Regions from separate parts of the Sus scrofa genome. Here region 1 is linked to region 2. The links are chromatin contacts, called in public Hi-C maps. All regions are on one chromosome and are shown on one strand. The core of a region is the stretch at or near the end of the contact, and the rest is flanking DNA. Distances in the headings are between cores, read along the strand shown.

Evidence for each region. A called contact is a pair of places that touch in the nucleus more often than the background predicts.
Region 1: a Hi-C map of liver shows a contact between it and region 2, with 5 times the contacts expected there. The contact joins two enhancer-like sites. A contact is called at or near these places in 3 of 47 Hi-C or Micro-C datasets (embryonic fibroblasts, liver and skeletal muscle).

Annotation. Positions count from the first base shown.
Region 1 is chr2:84,687,183-84,692,148 of Sscrofa11.1, forward strand. ANKDD1B (ankyrin repeat and death domain-containing protein 1B) reads left to right here. Exons shown (of 14, transcript XM_013994918.2): 14 at 2,553-2,637. The coding sequence ends at 2,581. POC5 (centrosomal protein POC5) reads right to left here. Exons shown (of 13, transcript XM_005661493.3): 13 at 2,410-3,644. The coding sequence ends at 3,501. Among named protein-coding and RNA genes, the nearest start is that of POC5, 41 kb to the right of the region's middle. Within about 2 kb of position 2,044, at least 3 of the 83 cell types and tissues checked have an H3K27ac peak or open chromatin away from gene starts, as enhancers often do. A contact at or near this core is called in liver, where this site is marked.
Region 2 is chr2:84,571,214-84,576,049 of Sscrofa11.1, forward strand. POLK (DNA polymerase kappa) reads left to right here. Exons shown (of 16, transcript XM_021084453.1): 3 at 1,884-2,003. Among named protein-coding and RNA genes, the nearest start is that of POLK, 18 kb to the left of the region's middle. Within about 2 kb of position 1,563, at least 4 of the 83 cell types and tissues checked have an H3K27ac peak or open chromatin away from gene starts, as enhancers often do. A contact at or near this core is called in liver, where this site is marked.

The DNA of each region.
Region 1 (4,966 bases), core at 794-3,293, 120 kb after region 2:
GAAACTGACTCAAGGCACAAGAAATGTGCTGTTTCATAAATGCCTAAAGAAGTTGTATTTAAATGATTTTCCACTCCGGATTCAGTCCTTTTAAATTTCAGTTCTGTAAATGTCATGAAGTTCTTCCAGTAGGATTTATGTCCCTCGCAGCTATGAAGATGGCAGTAATAGGATTTCTCTAACAGATGAAAAAAATGGAATTATACTTTCTAACTGCTGAACTGAACATTTTTTTTTGGTTTTGCTTAAGGCAAGTTGTATATGATTTTCCCATTTCTGCCATCTGATGCAATAGATGATAGCATGTCTAGTGAGAGCATAATCTAGGATTTTGTGGATCATGTTTTAAAAATACATGATGGTGGGACCATCATGGTATATGAAAAAGCAAGGGTTTTAGCATAGGCAGACATGGTTTTGCCATTTATTAACTGTGAGCCTTAGAGCATTGCTGACATTCAAGTTCTCCTGTCTTTAGTTTCCTTCTCTATGTGGAAAGGATGAGGGAAAGGTCTGTTTGCTCCATAATGTTGAGGTGATGATGAAGAGAGAATGCCTGTCAAGTGCCTAACCCCATAGCCATAGTATTGAAATATTAACTGTTACTGATGATTTCATAAGAGAAACTTGCTTTGGAAATGTAGTCACTGTCGCCTTTAAGTAACACCTATGGGTAAGACATTAGAAGAGAGCAGAGGTGTATGCACCAGTGTTTTTTAATCTCTTGGTGATGTAAGTACAAGTGACTGTAATTTTTCTTTGTACTTTTGGTACATACTGAACACGCATCATTTTTGTAATCTGAAAAGCTTCTGAAATATGAAATCAGGTATCAATTTATATCAGCTTATGTTTAGCTGTTCGTTATGATTTAAGGCTCTCCATTTTCAAATTCTGACTCTATAGGCCAAGGTCTGTAAGGCAAGAAATAAAATTGGGAGCCGTTTCAGTCTAGTTATTATATCATGAATTTATAGATAATCATGAATTTACAGATCTACATCTTCACCTCATGATGATTGTAAATGGTATACTTCATGCTATGAATGTTTAAAATGGTACTATGTTCACAGTTCCAAAAAGGTTTTAGAAAGGTTTCTAGTGAAAAGCATTGTCCCCACCTATTCTCCAATATGGCCAGTTTCTACTGACCTTACTTTAAAATGTGGGTAACTTCTTTATGCAAAAATAAATGTGAATACATACTCTTACTGTTCAAGTGTTTTAATTGTTGAATTTGAGTTGAATTAGGCTAACACTAATTACTTGAGGCAGTGTTCAATTTCTAGAGTTTAGATAAAGCTTTAAAAGATGCTTACAATATTCTTTTATTTATTTATTTTTTTGTCTTTTTTAGCTATTTCTTGGGCCGCTCCCACGGCATATGGAGGTTCCCAGGCTAGGGGTTGAATCGGAGCTGCAGCCACCGGCCTACGCCAGAGCCACAGCAACGCTGGATCCGAGCCGCATCTGCGACCTACACCACAGCTCACGGCAACGCCGGATTGTTAACCCACTGAGCAAGGGCAGGGACTGAACCCGCAACCTCATGGTTCCCAGTCGGATTCGTTAACCACTGCGCCACGATGGGAACTCCTTATTCTTAATGACAGTATTTGTAATATCCACTTTCGTTTGTCCATGTGGTTATGGCTCTGATACTGAAAACCATTCTTAGTTGTCATGCAGGTACCTCAAAAAGCAGAGCCCAAGACCAAAGCTGATGAGCAAAGGGTGCAGGAATGAAGGAAAAAGGAAGTGAAAGGGGAAGGTGGGAGAGCCAAGACCAGGGTGATTGACCAAACTGGCCAACACGTGGCATCAAACGGAGTTGGTGATCTGACCTCAAGGATTGACTAGTGAGTGCATCTCAGGATAGTTCATACAGAGAAAGGAAGAGTTAATCTGTTTACGCCATGGGTGTTCATTCAGGGCCGCACAGGAGTAGGTGGCTCTGAGCAGATAGGAAAGCCATGGGGAGGAGCCTGTCCCGGAAATGGGCAGCAGGAGAGGTGGTGTTGCTGACTTGTGTTTATTGACCCAAGAGGAGCTGTTTGCCACAGTGGTAACTGGCCGGAATCCAAAACAAGTGTTGTATGAGAAGGATCTAACACTCTGGAAAACACAGCCAGACACGTCAATAGTTCAAAAAAGCCTCGGTATGTCCTTTAGAAAATGGTCTATTTGCATAGCTCACATTTATTCTTTCATGTCTTGTTATAACATGAGGCAATAAGAAAAACGATTTCCAAGAGTAAAGTTAGAACATAGAGCTAGCTTATGTTCAGATAGAAAGAGGCTTCAGATTATTAAGTCCATCTGCTTCTGTTAAAGATATGGAAACAAGCTCTACGCAAGTTCTTCAGAATCCATTCATTTTCATGTAAGCCATTAATACTTTGGGAAGCAGGTAGGGTAGATCGCATTATTTCACAGATGAGGATCCTGACATTAATGTAAACTAAGTGTCTGGCTCAAGATAACCCAGTTAGCCAACAATAAAACCATTAGAAGCCTGGTCTTTTTTTTTCTCCACAATCTGTTTTGCCCAGATGATTTCTTCCTGTTGACCAGCGAGTGAAGTCTCTGCCTAGGGCTGGACCACCACAGGACAAATGGATGTTCAGAGGCAAAAAGGGTTCAACGCCGTAGAGTTTCAAAAAGGTAAGAAACAGGATCATTTGAATAGGAAATTTCTTTTTGATGTTTCTGTCACTGTTTTTGTGCTAGTAAAAATTTTTTTCCCTTCAACATTAAAAATGATTCATAAGTATTGCCATTTCCCCCTATTTTTGTTATAGTCCTAGAAAAATGGTACTAATGTACTAAAGTCATGAAAAACTTTGTGATAAAACATTATTACTCTGGGCCTTACCTTTTAAACTGTCATATAAAAAATTTAGTTTGCATTAGTTTTTTTTTTTTTTTTTTCTTTTTGCCTTTTCTAGGGCCACTCCCGAGGCATATGGAGGTTCCCAGGCTAGGGGTCTAATCGGAGCTGTAGCCACTGGTCTACACCAGAGCCACAGCAACGCAGGATCCTTAACCCACTGAGCAAGGCCAGGGACCGAACCCGCAACCTCATGGTTCCTAGTCGGAACCACTGCACCACATGGGAACTCTCCTGCGTTAGTTTTAATAATTTTTTTTTTTAGTAAAGTTCTCAAAGTTAACTGATTTAGCCTTTTGGCAGTAATATTGCAAAAACAGGATTTATATACTGTGATGTAATCAGTGACAGGCTGAGCCTATTAAAAAAAATCCAGTTTCTTTTTTAATTTAAGAAAGTTTTACTTAGTTGCTTAAATAAAAAATAAAATTAAAATAACCCTACATACAGTTACAAAGGATAGTACAGCTTGAAAAAGTCTCTTGTCATTTTGAAAAAATGAACATGACGCATCCATGGTGTTCTAAGAATACGAAATTTTAAAAACTAAAGACTTGTAATTCTTGGTTAAAACCAGAAGAATTAAAAGACCTCAATATGAACATTCTTTTTAGTCAACCACTTTTATGGAATGAATGCTTGTGAGAGATTGCGTGTGAGTTGATCTGGTTCCTAGAGACCTGGAAACCGAGGTACTACTTTCAGGGTGGATGGTCCGGGGATATTTTGCTGCAGTAGCTTGAGGAATGGTTTGCTGAAAAGGCAAAAAAATGCTTTAATAACCCCACAGAATTATACATTAAATATTTCATTATCTGTAATTTAACCCCATATTAAATATTTCATTATCTATAATTTAACCCCATATTAAATATTTCATTATCTATAATTTAACCCCATAAACATGAGTACATGTAGAGTCCTATTAAGGTCTCCACTTAGAGAAGTCATCTTTAAAATCATTGAAGTAAAATTATATATATTACGTCAGAACATTTATATTTCAGAAGGCTTTCTTTAAAAAAAAAATGAAACCTCTTGAAACAAAGACCCTCATGTCAGATTCGCTTTAAGTGTTCCTCTTTAAAGAAATGGAAAAATAACGTCCTTTCTTGAAAGTATTATGTAATTGTTTCTTTGTACATAAATAACTGGATAACCATTACAGGTGGGAGAAATTCTTGTAACTGGTATGAAATTTTAGTTGATAGCCACCCATTCTGACCCTGTCAAGAGAGCTGTTTGTCCCTAGGGATGGTGGGCAAGAGAACTGCAGAAGCAGATGCATGGTTCCAGGGGCAGCGTGAGCTACAAAATACAGCACAGGATAAGTAGCTCCAGGAGCGGGCAATTAGCCAGCAGATGGCGCTCAAGGGTCAGAAATCTGATTACTGGTTGACTAGTGACAGGGTTTCTGATCATTAGGTTAGATCGTAGGTTGCTGGGAAAAAAATGAAATAGTACAGGGGACTGCCACTGTGTCTGTTACACAATCCAAAGGAAATAATAATGGAAGCCATTTTTGGCTGTTTACTTTGTGGCCAATTACTGGACATGCTAAATAAGCAAAGGGCAGTTTGGGAGGTAAGACTCGTAACCCTCATTTCTGATACTTTAGTTCAGAAATTTTTCTTCTGGAAAAAATTATTCCTTTTTGCTTTTTTTTTTTTTTTTGGTCTTTTTGCCTTTTCTGGGGCCGCTCCTGCGGCATGTGGAGATTCCCAGGCTAGGGGTCGAATTGGAGCTGTAGCTGCCGGCCTACGCCAGAGCCACAGCAACGAGGGATCTGAGCTGCGTCTGTGGCCTACACCACAGGTCACGGCAACGCCGGATCCTTAACCCACTGAGTGAGGCCAGGGATCAAACCCTCGACCTCATGGTTCCTAAGCACTGAGCCACGACGGAAACTCCGTGGAAAAAATTATTCCTGTCAGTACAAAACAACAGGTTGTCTGAATTAAACACATTTCTCTTTATATATTCTTGATCTTGCTGAAGGACAGTCTTTCTCCCCTCACGCCCCATTTCTTCACAAACATTGTATGTGCTGATAAAAATAGATTTTTTGATAACGAA
Region 2 (4,836 bases), core at 313-2,812:
ATGTTTAAAAAATTATGTGCCATGGCCAAATCCAAGGTTAGTTTAGCATCCAAAAATCAACTCATGTACTGCACCATATTAATAGAATAAAGGACAAAAAAAAAAATCCACATGGTCATATGAACAGATGCAGAAAAAGCATGTTTGATGAAATCCTATACCAATTCATGCTAAAAACCCTTAATAGAGTTTTTCTAAAGGGCGTCTGTAAAATCTTATAGTTGTCATCATACCTTATGGTAGAAAACTGAACACTTTTGCCCTAAAATCAGAAACAAGGCAAGTCTGTCCAATCTCACCAGTGCTATTCAACATAGTCCTGAATGTTTTAGCCATTGCAGTCAGGTAATTAATTAAAAGAAATAAAACCCATCAAGATTGGAAATGAATAACTAAAACTATCTGTTCATAGATGCCATGATCTAAAACATAGGAAATTCAAAAGGAAAGCAACACCTACACCTTGAAAATTACAAAACTTGGTAATTGGAATTAATATGGAAGTAATAATAAGGGATACTAATAATAAGGAATAATAATAAGGAAGTGATATGAATTATTCCTACAACTCATTAAGAAGAAGAAACCCAATCAAAAAAATGCAAAAGATATAAGTAGATTTTTCATTTAAAAATATGTAAGAATGGCTCATAAACACCAAAAGATGTTTAACATCATTAGTCATTAGGGAAATGCAAATAAAACCACAATGAGATGTCATTCACAGTATTATAGCCTGGAATGGCTATAATAAACAAGACACACAATAACAAATATTGACAAGGATGTGGAGAAATTGGTACCCTCATACATTGCGTGAGACTGTAAAATGGTTCTGCCACTTTGAAAAACAGTCTGGCGTTTCCTTAAAACATTTCGCATGGAGTTACCATGTGTCATAGAGATTCCACTCTTGGGTACATATCCAAGGAAAATGAAAACATGGGTCAACACAAAAACGTACATAGATGTTCATTGCAGCATTTTTCATAATAGCCAAAAAGTAAAAATAATCTAAACACCCATCAGCCTAATGAACGGACAGGTGGTATATACGGTGATAGGATGTTGGGTAATTTTGTAAAAGTTATATTCTACATTTTCTTTAATGACTAATGTTAAAACTTTTAAGAAAGTACTGTTGACCGCCAGATAAGAAAGTACAAATAGACCGCCAGTTATTTCTCCACCAAAAAACGGGTTTGTTAGGGATTAGCAGAGAATTGCAGTTCAAGGTCTATAACTATGACAAGCCATGAGCCACGTGCAAGTCTCCAGCAAAAATGAAAAGGAGAACCCTTTCCTAGAGGGGAAAAGGAAGTTGGCATGGGTATGGTAAACAGAGTCCATGATTTTTCATTGGGTGAGTCTTTGCCAGGAAAGTAAAGAGGTCTTCTATTTATTGCTTTCTGCTATCATCAAAGAAGTTGAGAGCTCCCCCTTATGATCTCAGACTCTATTTAATCGAGGTTTCTATTAGTTAATTTTTTACAGTGCTTTTTAAGTGAAAGTGAAGGAGATAACTGATGACCCGGCTGACTAAGGCCTTGGATGTGCCCCAAGGATCCTGCCTAGGACAAGTTGTTATTTTCTGTGTACAGATCTGTACTCATCTTGGAGAGTTTGTACTGTGCTATGTACTGCCTCACAGCAATCCTATGATTTAGGTAACTATAAATTCATTTTACAGATAAGGAGACCAGAGACATAATAAGATTAATGTTAGGGTCACCCAGCTATGTAAGTAGTGGGGCCAATTTTCAAATTCAGTCGTTCTGATTCTAGGCTCTATACTCTTAGCCACCAGGTTTACAATGATGCATATTCACATATTCATTTCCTTCACATATTTTTCTTGTGCTTTGTTTTGTTTTCCTACATAGGGGTCTAGATTTTATGGAAATGAGCTCAAGAGAGAAAAGCAAGTCAACCAACGAATTGAAAATATGATGCAACAAAAAGCTCAGATTACCAGCCAGCAGCTAAGGAAAGCACAATTACAGGTATTAATACAATTGCTAAAGTGGAAGCTGGTAGAAAAATAATTGCTAGTTAAAATGCATCATGGTCAGGTTATAACTGAAAACAAGGTAAAATGTAAATGTTCATTACATTGTAAAACATAAAAATTTAACAAATGCACCACTTTGTTAAATATTGCTCTACTCTTTTACATAAAGACCCTTCTCCTAGACTTGTCACCTCCATTACACAGGAGAGTAAATGTAGCCTTCATTAGATTCAGTAGCTTGCCCAGCTTCATATGACAGGTAGTTGGCAGAGCTGAGATTTAACCCAAAGCTTTTGCTCTTTTTATTATATACATACATTGCCATAGATTGAAGAGGCCCTAAGATAAACGTGACATGTTTTCTTTTGTGTGTGTGTGTGTGTGTGTGTATTAAATCTATGAATGAGCATAGTTACTTCCTCCTGTGACATGTTTTCTGCAAGACTAGTTTTGCAAAAAAGATTTGGGAGAATATGTTAATTAATTTTGAAAGTAATTTAAGACATAATTGTGTCATAGTTTTAAAAATTTGTGTAAATAGTAGAATGCCAAATGTTCATGAATTTTTAAGATAAAACAAGACTTAAAATTTGAAGGCTTTTGGCTTCTCCAGTACTCTATTTGGGGAGTAAATACTCAGTTTTCTGTGGTGTTAAAAGTTATTTCAGGAGTTTCTTGTGGTGCAGTGGGTTAAGGACCTGGCCTTGTTGCTGCAGTGGCCAAGTCACTGCTGTGGCCAAGTCACTGCTGTGGTGCAGGAAGTTCTGGCCCCAGAACTTCCGTATGCTATAGGTACAGTTAAATAAACAAATAAATAGCCTTTTTTTTAAAAAGTTACTTCAGTAGAAAAGTTTGAGAAGAGCCAACCTGCAAGGCATTATGTTATAGACCGAGAACTCAAAGTAGTCAAGGTTCTGCTAGTAAAACTTAAATTTACTTTTTTTTTTAACTAAATGAATTTTATTATATGTACAACCATCATCACAACCCAGTTTTACATTTCCATCCCAAACCCCCAGCCCTGCCAATCTGTTTCCTTTGGTAACCATAAGCTTTTCAAAGTCTGAGTCAGTTTCTATTTTGCAAAGAAATTCATTGTATCTTTTTTTTAGATTCCACGTATAAGTGATAGCATATAACATTTGTGTCTCACTGTCTGACTAACTTCACTTAGCATGATACTTTCTACGTCCATCCATGTTGCTGCAAATGCCATTATTTCATTCTTTTTTATGGCTGAGTAATATTCAGTTGTGTATATGTACCACATCTTCTTTATCCATTCCTCTGTCGATGGACATTTAGGTTGTTTCTATGTCTTGGCTAATGTATAGAGTGCTGCAATGATCATTGTAGTACAGGTATCTTCGAGTCATGGTTTTCTCTGGATAGATGCCGAGGAGCGGAATTGCTGGATCAGATGGTAATTCTATTTTTAGTTTTCTGAGGAATCTCCATGCTGTTTTCCGTAGTGGTTATATTCCCACCAACAGTGTAAGAATTTCTCCATATCCTCTCCAGCATTTATTGTTTGTAGACTTTTTGATGATGGCCATTCTGGCTGGTGTAAGGTGGTACCTCATAGTGGTTTTGATTTGCATTTCTCTAATAATGAGTGATGTTGAACATCTTTTCATGTGTATTTTGGCCATCTGTATGTCTTCTCTGGAGAATTGTCTGTTTAGATCTTCTGCCCATTTTTTGATTGGGTTGTTTGTTTTTTTGGTATTGATCTGTAGGAGGTGTTTATGTATTTTGGAGATTAATTCCTTTTCAGTCACTTCATTTGCAAATACTTTCTCCCATTCTGTGGGTTGTCTTTTCGTTTTGTTTAGGTTTTCCTTTGCTGTGCAAAAATTTTAAGTTTAATTAGGTCCCATTTGTTTATTTTTGTTTTTATTGTCATTACTTTAGCAGGTGGATTTGAGAAGATATTGCTATGGTTTATGTCAGAGAGTGTTCAGCCTATGTTTTCCTCTAAGAGTTTTATAGTACCTGGTCTTATGTTTAGGTCTTTAATCCATTTTGAGTTTATTTTTGTATATGGTGTTACAGAGTGTTCATTCTTTTACATGTAGCTGTACAGTTTTCCCAGCACCACTTATTGAAGGGGCTGTCTTTTCTCCATTGTCTGTTCTTGCCTCCTTTGTCATAGATTAGTGGACTATAGGTAGAATTTACTTTAAGACATTTTACCCCTTATCAAAATCTGATTCAGATTTACAGAGCACTTTAAACTATAACATAATAATTCAATTATAATATTAATCTACTGTGTTACAAAATTCTTCTTGTGATAGAGTTCAGAGATAATAAATTTTGTTTTCTTTGCCAAACTACAATGTGTCTTTTGTTTGTTTGTTTTGATACATGCTTCCCCAGTGTAGAAGCTAGTTTTTTGTCTTCTGCATTAAGTGGTCTGCTATCATGACTAAAGATGATTTGTCCGTCAGATCATCACTTTTTTTTTTTTTTTTTTTGCTATTTCTTGGGCCGCTCCCGCGGCATATGGAGGTTCCCAGGCTAGGGGTCGAATCGGAGCTGTAGCCACTGGCCTACGCCAGAGCCACAGCAACGCAGGATCCGAGCCACATCTGCAACCTACACCACAACTCACGGCAACGCCGGATCGTTAACCCACTGAGCAAGGGCAGGGATCGAACCCGCAACCTCATGGTTCCTAGTCGGATTCGTTAACCACTGCGCCACGACGGGAACTCCAGATTATCACTTTTAATGCTTCATAGCAGTCCACTGTATGGGGGTACATGATTTATTTACCTTATCCCACTTTGATTCCCGTTTTTTGTTTTATATACAACCTT